Linked DNA regions of Mus musculus: region 2 is linked to region 1. A link is a contact called in public Hi-C data. All regions are on one chromosome and are shown on one strand. Each heading gives the region's core, a stretch centred on a gene start, on an enhancer-like site or on the middle of the called end of the contact. The rest is flanking DNA. Distances are from core to core; before and after follow the strand shown. Region 1 overlaps Dock11 (dedicator of cytokinesis 11). Region 2 holds the start of Il13ra1 (interleukin 13 receptor, alpha 1).

Region 1 (5,238 bases), core at 1,667-4,166:
GCTTCTGTGGGAGGTTATAAGAATAAGTTAAATAGTACACGGCTGGGCTTGCTGCCCAGTATTTATTTCCCAAGTCTATCTCCCTGGATGACTGCCACAAATTCAGTTCTTCTTAGGGCTCAAGAGAAGCTCTGCATAATTCTTTCAGATTTATGATTGCTTCTTTCCCTTCCTCATCCTTAACTTCACCAACCACTGTCATTGGACTAGGTATCTAGAGCTATTTTTATGCAGTGATACCTGAGTGTTAAAGGGAATCAGGCCCTTGAAGGACATCAACACTTCTGTATTTCTAATTCAAGATTCCTAATTCAGGGATCAGGCTGAAAGCTTCCCCATCCCTAAATAATATTGCTGAATTTTATAAATATTCAAATAGCAAAACAATTGAGCAAGGTTTAAAAGTTAATTGGTAGTGGCGATTGCAATCAAGACATCTGCTATCTATCACAATGAGGGCAAAATGAAAGCAACTTAAAGGAGTCATATTGCTCCTTTTTTTCCTATGTTTTTCTTATTTTATTATCTCTGGAATGTCTGTATTTTTCATTTCACATGTAAAATAATGGCCACTGTGGAGATTCTTCCCAAATATGACTAGAATGATTAAACTATGCATTCATGTCATTTAGGTTTGGGAGAAGGGGTAAGATTTCATATAGTCCAAGCAAACCTCAGACTTGCTATATAGCCAAGAGTGACCTTGAACTTCTGCTATTCCTGCCTCTACCCCCCGCCCCGCCGGGACTATGGGCATGCGGTGTTGGAGATCAAGCCCAGAACTTTGTGAATGCTAATCAAGCAAGCATACCTGAGCAACATTTTCAGCATTTTACTTATATTTTAAACTGACAGTGAAATGCTTCTGAATAATCAAGTTTACAGATTGTTATACTCAGCTAGGGGTTGTGGGGTCTATAATCCCAGCACATCAAGGCTAAGGCAGGAGGACTGCACAAATCCAAGAGAGCCTGGGCTACATGATGAATTCCAAGTTAGGGTGGACTACAAAGTATGAACCAGAAATAGTCCCAGACTCATTAAGAATTATTAGGAATTAACTCTCTAGATTTTGACAATACATAATTATATTAGAGATTCTTCCTGAGAATCTTGTTTTGCTCACAAGTACAAAGACTTGATATTAAACAAAAATTAAGAATGATTTATCAAAAAGAAAGCAAATCTATATATTGTTTTCATTCTCTCCTTAGTCGGGGCAAGGGGGTCTGGGGATTGATAAAATGGCTACAGGCACAATAAGCATGTGCTTTTGGACCAAGCTGTCCAGGCAGTCCCTACAAGTAGTTCTAATGGAGAAAGAATTGATCAAAATAAGACCCAATTCATCTTTATAAATTAGAACACTGATATGTTTGTCAAGTTGCCCTAAAAATACAAATCAAAGTTGCACACAGGCCATTCCATATCCATTGACACACATGAGGTTCTTAAACACCATTCTTTGGTTTTAAATGCTTTCCGGAGAAACTGGCTTCCTGTTACACCAGCTTTCTAATTAGTGGGCACTTGAAATATGAGTTCCAGGCCTATTGAAAATAAAGCCTTTCCATTTTGAAAACAGGTAATTCTGTTAGAAATTCTTCCCAAGAATCGTGTTTTATTCACGGGTATAAAGACCTTCAGAGCAAGATTGATTTCTCCCCACTAGCCTGGCCTTAAGTTTAGAAAAAGTGTATCTTGCTCTAGTTATTTCAGCATTAGGCAGATACCTTAATCGGCAATCTGACCTGTCTTAACAAGTGGATGTAGCCCAAGCTTGTCATTGATGTAGTTCATGATATTCCTAAGGTTCTTTCAAGTTTATCTCTCATCAACCTCAAAGAGCTAAGGGGCAAAATGATGTTTTGCATTTTAAACAAAGAAATGTTAAATTTGAGAGCTGTTTATATTTTTATTTATGGCTGCTGTCTATTTTTGAACCTGTAGAAATCAACGATCTTAAACTAGAAAACCTTATTCTAAAAGGGCAGCAGGAGTAGAAATCCTCGGGGGTTTTTCCACCTTAGTTTTAATGATTGAAAGAAAAAAGGAATCCAAAACAGCTTTTTTAAATTATCTGCTTAAACTATGAGAATAGTATCAAGATACTTAACTAAGCTAAATCAGTTAAGCATACTATAAAAATATTCTTAATGAAAATGGAATAAGATGCTGCCTAGCTGACACATTGTAAGCAAATGTTCTATCGTGTAGACTTTTTAAAATAAAAACAAAGTTTCTTCTATCTGGTGGTTTCCTGGCGCCCAGGGATAGCCACTATCTAATGTGAGAACTCTGCAACCCAGCAGTATTTAAAAAATCCAAAAAAGACTTGACTCTTCAAGCAAAATATGCTTTAAATTACATTTAGCAATGATCATCAAGACACACTAGAACTTATTGTTTTCAATTAATTGTCCATTAGTACCGAAGACAAAAAAAAAAAAAGAGTATTTACATTGTAAATCCCTGACTGGTATGTAGCACCAAAAATTTGTTTTCTGACATCTCAAAGAACTGTACTTTCAGCTCATTTCACCCAACCCTTCTCTCCCTCGCTCTGGGATGGAACTCAGGGTGATGTACATAGTACACAAGTCCTCCATTATTTTGAGTTATACCCTCAGCTGGCCCCGCAGCCATTTCTCTTGAAATGCACTATAAAAATATTCTTAATCATGATGTAATAGAATGCTAATTAGCTGACATATTGGAACCAAATGTTCTATCATTTAGACTTTCTTTTAATAAAAATAAAGTTTGTTCTGCCAGGTAGTTTCCTGGTCCCTAGGGGTGTCACCTTAAGTGAAGGACCACTGTTGTAATCTTGAACCCCTTGTTTTGGGCACTGAAGTGCCAGGAAAAGGGAAAAGAGGAAGCCAGGAATGGTGACTCATGCCTGTATTCAGGAGTGGGAGGGTTAGAATTCTGAGGCCAGCCTGTACCACATAGTGAGTCCCAGCTATGGTGTGATATCTGATCCCATTCCTGCCCCTCCCCATAGAAAAAAGAAGAAAGAAAAGAAAATGAAAGTGGAAGGGCATCTGCAATTGACCCCACCCCACCTTCCAACAGGTCCCTGATCTTTGTACCAGAGATAGCTTATAGATAGATTCTCAGGCTCTTCCCTTTGCCCAAGTCAGTGGAAGCAGTGATAATGGGGAATTTGTTATGTTACTCTTTCTTGTCCTCAAATATAAGATACAACACAAGTCAGAATTTCTTTTCATTTTGTCTGAGAGCCTTGCCATGTTCTGGATCTCACTCTCTAGAGACTTTGGCATTCTTCTCTTTTCCTGAGAGAGGGCACAACACTTTTCCCCTGGGAAAACAAGAGTCAAGTTTTCTGCATTTTTGTACCACCACATAACATCCTCGTTCAGCAAAACTTTGGAGCTTCAGATTCTCCCATAAGCCCAAAATATGTGATTTCCCTTCTCTATAGCGTCTCTTTTTCTCATTCCTTATAGGGTAATGCTGTTTTCATTCCCAAGTCTTCGTATCCAGTGTCATATAGCTAAAATTTCACAAAGTACTTCATTCCCTTGTTTGTTCCTAGTTCCAGCTTCCCCTTTAATGCTCACCCCCCAAGATCTTACCTCTTACTCTTCTTCTGACTGCCAGTCATTTTTCTAATTAAGTATTGGCACTGCAATCCCATCCTCCAAAATCCTACTCACTCTTTTCACAGGGTCACTTGGACTCAAACTGTTTGTACCTTCCTGGACTGCTGCCATTTTTATTTCTCTAGAATGGCATGTGGGAATGTAGAAGCAATAACTATGAAGCATTAAGATCAAGATTCCGTGTCAAAGCTAGGTGGAGTATACCTCACCCACATTCTCAGCACTTGGGAGGCAGAGACAGGAGGATGGTTATAAGTTTGATGCCAGCCATATATGAAATGTGCCTGTTTGTTCCCCTCTAAATCACAAGATCCTAGAAAACACAGACTGTTGGGACACCATGTGACTTTCTCCACCTAGATTCTCACTCCACAATAACAATTTTGGTCACAGTTGTAAAAGTTCTTTTCAGCTACAGTTTACTGGTAACTTCCCAGGACTCCAGCTGGCAGCAGTTCTTTTATTTTATCTTGAGAAAGTTACTTTAAAATATTGACAGGCTTACTTAGCAATAATAATTCATTTAGTCCTTCTTTTACACTAAGCTCTATTCCAAGCAAGTGTTCATGCAATTCTCACAAACTTCTATTATTATTCTTGCTATAATGGTAGTGGTGGTAGTAATGATGATGAAAAACTATAAATACTAGAGAAACAAACATCCAAATTCATACAGTGACACAGGCTCATCTAACTTTTAAATCTATGACACACTCAGTTTCTCCAAGGGTGTTTTATCTCTGCCATCTGTTTCACTTCCTGTCTGTCATAAATCCTGGGCTAGGCTCTTCCAATAACTAACTGACTTCCCTTTCCAAGTCTCAGCGAAATTTAAACACTAGAGATGATTACCAAAGGTCTTTCGGTGGTTAAACAAAAATTGTCCACCCTCTTGTCTAGATGATATGGACAGAGCAAATATAGAAAAGATGTGCATTTTAATATAATTTTTATACTAGGAAATCATCTACACCAGCCACTGCAGATCGTGCACCAAAACCATAACTTACTTATTATAATGAATTTGGGCTCACTTTGTACAGGAGGAAGAACCATAGAATATAGTAGATCTGAGGAATATATGAAATTACTTTTACAGCTGAAACATGTACTTATGACTTTGACCCAAAGTCATAAGTTATTAAAATATGACTTTGACCCAAAGTCATAAGTTATTAAAAATAGCATATCCTTTTAAGGGTATCTGTTATTTACCAAATTTTTTTGTAATAAATATGGTCCGTTTCTGGTTTTCCACACAGAATTATTCCCTAGTGGGTGTTCAGCGTTCAAGAAAATTACTCCCAATATAGATGAAGAAGGAGCCATGAAAGAAGATGCCGGGATGATGGATGTTCATTACAGTGAAGTAAGAGCCCAGGGCATGCATCATCATTTATAGAAATTTCCCATTTTGAATTGTATTTATATTATGTTACTAGATCTGGCTTAAATTGAAAAATGACTAAGGGTTGGTAAGCTTTAAGTAATAAAACTGTTTAGGCAAAGGAATTCCTGTTGGCAGGATAGAATCTTGTCTCAGTAACTCTTCCCATTATCTTGTTTTAAAATACAACATTTAGATGGCTAGAAAAATGGTTTAGTGGTT
Region 2 (4,508 bases), core at 1,629-4,128, 62 kb after region 1:
AGCTACCAGTTCCATTGGCTTTGACTGCGCTGTCTTCATAACCATTATTCCCTTTGCTAACACACATATAGATATGGCTTCATACTGAACCTTGAGCAGCAAGAACCAGTGTCTCAAGACTCCACAAACAAACCCTCCTCCTAGAAATCTTTTTTGCCCCTTCCCACTCATAAGGTACACTTCTTTTCACCCCACAGTTCTATGTACATGTTCTGGTGATAACCCTGGAAACTGTTTTCAGCTCTTTGTAGTCAAGTTCTACTTAAAAAAAAAAATCTTTTGTTTGGTGCTGAGGACAGAACTCGGAGTGCCTGCGTGCTAAGCACACATTTAACCACAGAACTAGACACCTCCAGCCAAAGTTTGCCTTTAATGATTGTCTTCTATAGCTCGTGGACTTCACAAATATTTACTGAACTCAAGAGCCTTCATTCCAGAGTGGAGTCTTTGTTTAGGTAGACCAAACATTCTGATGGCCTCTGGGTGAGGTTGAGACTAGATATATAATCAAATATATAATGAGCCATTTTATGGATAACGTTTTTATAGCTACTTTCAGGTATCTCTATTGACTTAATGTGACCAAAATGCATTTCAGTGGGTGTCACCATCCACCCAGACATGGCTCTTTATCAGGAAAAGAGTGACAAAAATAGTGGTGTTTTTAACCCCATCCATGTTCTAATGCCTAACACTTGAGAGTATATTGCCTTACATAGTAAAAAAAAATGACTTTGAAGATATGAATAAATAAGGCTTAAACAATAGATTTGTGTGTGCTTGCCTGTGTGCATGTGGAGGTCAGAGTTCAATTATCAGGTGTCTTTCCCAATCTCTCTCTCTCTCTCTCTCTCTCTCTCTCTCTCTCTCTCTCTCTCTCTGAGAGAGAATGTCTCCCTGAACCTGAAGCTACAAGGGCTATTCCTGTCTCTACTTCCCCAGGTTCACTCTTCTGTGCCTGGCTTTTTATGTTGCTGCTGGGGATCTAAATTCAGGTCCTTGTGTTTGTGTGGCAAGCATTTTATCAATGGAACCATCTCCTTGGTCCCCAAATCAAGCCTTTTAAAATGTGTGGATTATTTTTAAATATTTTTATTAGGTATTTTCCTCAATTACATTTTCAATGCTATCCCAAAAGTCCCCCATACCCCCCCCCCACTCCCCTACCCACCCACTCCCACTTTTTGGCCCTGGTGTTCCCCTGTACTGGGGCATATAAAGTTTGCACGACCAATGGGCCTCTCTTTCCACTGATGGCCCACTAGGCCATCTTTTGATACATATGCAGCTAGAGACAAGAGCTCCGGGGTACTGGTTAGTTCATAATGTTGTTCCACCTATGGGGTTGCAGATCCCTTTAGCTCCTTGGGTATTTTCTCTAGCTCCTTCATTGGGAGCCGTGTGACCCATCCAATAGCTGACTGTGAGCATCCACTTCTGTGTTTGCTAGGCCCTGGCATAGTCTCACAAGAGACAGCTATATCAGGGTCCTTTCAGCAAAATCTTGCTAGTGTATTATTATTGTGATTTTTATAAAAAGAAAATGGAGATAGGTTAGCCAGAGTCAGAGAAAGAGATGTATTTTGACCATGGAAACAGAGGATTTAGTGGTACAGCAACAAACCAAGGAATGTGGGCAGTGTCTCACAGCTGGAAAAGTTCAAGCAAGGGCTTATGTTCTAGAATCTCCATGACAAAAAGTAGCTCTCCCTACACTTGGGTTTCGCCTAATGAGACTTCTGATATCCAGAAATGTATTAGAATGGAGCTTTTTAAGTCACCCAGATTGGGGCGATTTCCACAGCAGCAGTACAAAACCCCCAAAGCTGCTCAGTTCCTCTCCTTTCCTAATCTCAGAAATGCTCATCAGCACCCAGCTTCATGGCTCCAAGGTGCAGCCTTTCAACATCTTCGATACCTTCTCCTTACATAGTCTTCACAGTTTTTCATTATGCTTATGTAGGTGTGCATGCATGTGCACACACATGCCATGGTGCCCACGTGGAGGTCAGAGGGCAACTTGCAGGGCTCAGTTTTCTTCTTCCTCCATCTTTACTCACTAAGCTTTACAACCTCTCAATCTCTGCCCTCTCCCCCCTCCCGCCCTCCCCCCCCCACCTCTCCTGTAATTGGTGACAATCCTACTTCAGTCCCAGAATTGTTAAGCACTTGTTTAATCTAGGCCACAGTGCTCAGGCATGAAACACCATACCTGTCCATAGTATGTACCTCGAAACCTAAAACTATATTAAGCTGAGTGTGTGTTTTAACAACACAGGTACACAGGATAGTGACACTATCCCTTGTTTCGGGAATGTCACTTTAAAAACCCAATTCAATTATTACCAGCTTTCAAATATACCGTTGTCCCTTCCACAAAGCAGGGTGCCACTAAAGTCCCCAATCTACACTTCCAAGTCCATCCAGAGAAATAAAGAAGGTTGGTATTACTATTCTAGGAGTCAGAACTTCGGAAACAAAGGGCTCAGAGACCTAAGGCTAGATGCCAGGTTTCCAGATTCCCAGGCCAAGGTTCTTTTCCTACATGACCCTGCCCTAGTGTGTAGCAGGGTGCAGCCTTTGGCACTCGGGACAACCACACATCCTGATCAAAGTGGGAGTGAGAAGAGGCCAGTCTTTGGAGCCCTGCCACAAAGCTCCAGGGGAAGTCGCCTTGGGTCTTCCAAAGGACTCCCAGGTAGCTGTGACAGGTGGTGGCGCGGAGGGAGGCCAGGTGTCACTCGGTGGGAGTCTCAGAGCCGCCGGCCCCGCCCAATCCCTTCCACTGCCTGCGCCCAGACGCCCCCGCGCGCTCGGGTTACCTGCGGCCGTGGGCGGGGCGGCCCTTCCCGTCTGCGCCGGCTCTGGCCTCCAGCGCGCGGCGGCCGGGAAGTGGGAGCAAGAACAGAGGAGGCGGAGACTGCCGCGGCTCCAGCCGGGCCACGCTCCGAGGCGAGGGGCTGCATGGCGCGGCCAGCGCTGCTGGGCGAGCTGTTGGTGCTGCTACTGTGGACCGCCACCGTGGGCCAAGTTGCCGCGGCCACAGGTGAGTGTGGTCCCCGGCTGGTGACAGCCACCAGGGGGTTGGGGGTGGTGGTGGTGTGTGAGAAGGACGAGGCTTGGCAGGGACTTGGGCCGGCGGGGCGCCAGGAGTTCGATCGCCTTGGTCAGGGTGCGCGCACTGAGGTGGTCGGCCCTTCGATGTCCCGTGCTAAGTCGCCAGCCTTTGCCTTTCATGCTGAGTCTCCGTGATCCTGTTGGATTTGAGGGACCTGGGTGCGGGGGGGATTTCCCAGGCTCTGTGGCAGGGAGAGGGGGAGCCAGACCCGGCGACTGGCCATCTCACTTCCCTTGAGCACTAGGGAAGAGCCAAGAAGGCTGGCGTCTAGAGGAAGGGGACTGAAGGGAACAGATTTTTGCTCAAATGACTCTTACAAAGTGGCTTTGCCTTTGAAGGGATGAGGAACCTTGGGATGGCGACTAAGTCCTGGTGAGCTGGAACTTCCTGAGGGCTCCTTGCCCTGAGCCTCTTAGATGCTCAGTTTGGAAGTGTGGCTTTTAGCAGTGGAAGTTAAAGGGAGTCTAAAGATGGATCTTAGTCCTAGTAGCAAAAGGACACAAGAGGTCAAGGCTTCCTCTGGCATTAAGAAATCTGCTGAGAACGCCTGTCCAGCATCCGGACAGACCTCTTCCAACTTTAATAAACAGTATTTCGTGGAAGATAATCTTAAATTTACAGAAAAGTTGTACATTGTTTAGGAAGTTGCACCATTGCCTTAATGTTTGTGAACAATTTTTAACTAATGAACTTGGCAGTTGCTGTGAAAATCGAAGGTGAATGATTTCCTCATGGACTAGGCTTGGCAAGCGTGGCAATCGGGGCCTTTTAAAATAGGTTTTATTCTCTCTCTCTCTCTCTCTCTCTCTCTCTCTCCAACACACACACACACACACACACACACACACACACAGAGTTGCTAACGAATGTTTACCAAGTGTGCTGTGTTTTGAAACGAAAGCTGAAATGTTAATTAGGAAATCCCCATGCTCTGTCAACAAAATATATGTAGTATCTATGACAGGCGGTGTTTCTAGGGGCTGAGGATGTAATAGTGAGAAAAATGGACCAAGTCCTGGAGTCACGAAGCTAGTTACATGTACTCTTGGCAAAGGGTGTGTGTTTCTGTGTTAAGGTAAGATATGTCACATACCACTAAAGTGCTATGGAGAGAAACAAGATGAGAGTAGGGAGTTACAGCTGTAAATGGCACGGAGTGGAGTGGAAAGACTTTACTGAAAAATTAGTGTTGAGTGACATCTGAGGGATGCTTAAGTTCAGCAGTTAATAATTGCCCTTTTTTTCCTGGGTTCCTGGAGAGGGTACCTAAGGGCTTCATGCAAGCTAGCTAAGTGCTCTAGGGCTGAGTCACACTGATAATTATTCAAGTGTTTGCCTTGTTTGTTTTGCTCTGAGCCAGGCTATGAAGGTTGACTTAGGACTTTATAGA

The links. Hi-C and Micro-C count contacts between places; a contact is called where the count stands out from the background.
Region 2: a Hi-C map of bone marrow-derived macrophages shows a contact between it and region 1, with 2.0 times the contacts expected there. The contact joins the promoter of Il13ra1 here to the enhancer-like site in region 1. A contact is called at or near these places in 7 of 484 Hi-C or Micro-C datasets (the AML12 cell line, the C2C12 cell line, bone marrow-derived macrophages and 2 more), 3 of 115 datasets of contacts at active chromatin or transcription factors (bone marrow-derived macrophages, embryonic fibroblasts and intestinal villus epithelium) and 2 of 9 other capture datasets (liver and pancreatic islet).

Annotation. Positions count from the first base shown.
Region 1 is chrX:36,047,590-36,052,827 of GRCm38.p6, forward strand. Dock11 (dedicator of cytokinesis 11) reads left to right here. Exons shown (of 53, transcript NM_001009947.3): 45 at 4,892-4,998. Among named protein-coding and RNA genes, the nearest start is that of Gm32904, 23 kb to the left of the region's middle. Within about 2 kb of position 2,917, at least 12 of the 459 cell types and tissues checked have an H3K27ac peak or open chromatin away from gene starts, as enhancers often do. A contact at or near this core is called in the C2C12 cell line, bone marrow-derived macrophages and intestinal villus epithelium, where this site is marked.
Region 2 is chrX:36,109,230-36,113,737 of GRCm38.p6, forward strand. Il13ra1 (interleukin 13 receptor, alpha 1) reads left to right here and starts at 2,879. Exons shown (of 11, transcript NM_133990.5): 1 at 2,879-3,046. The coding sequence starts at 2,965.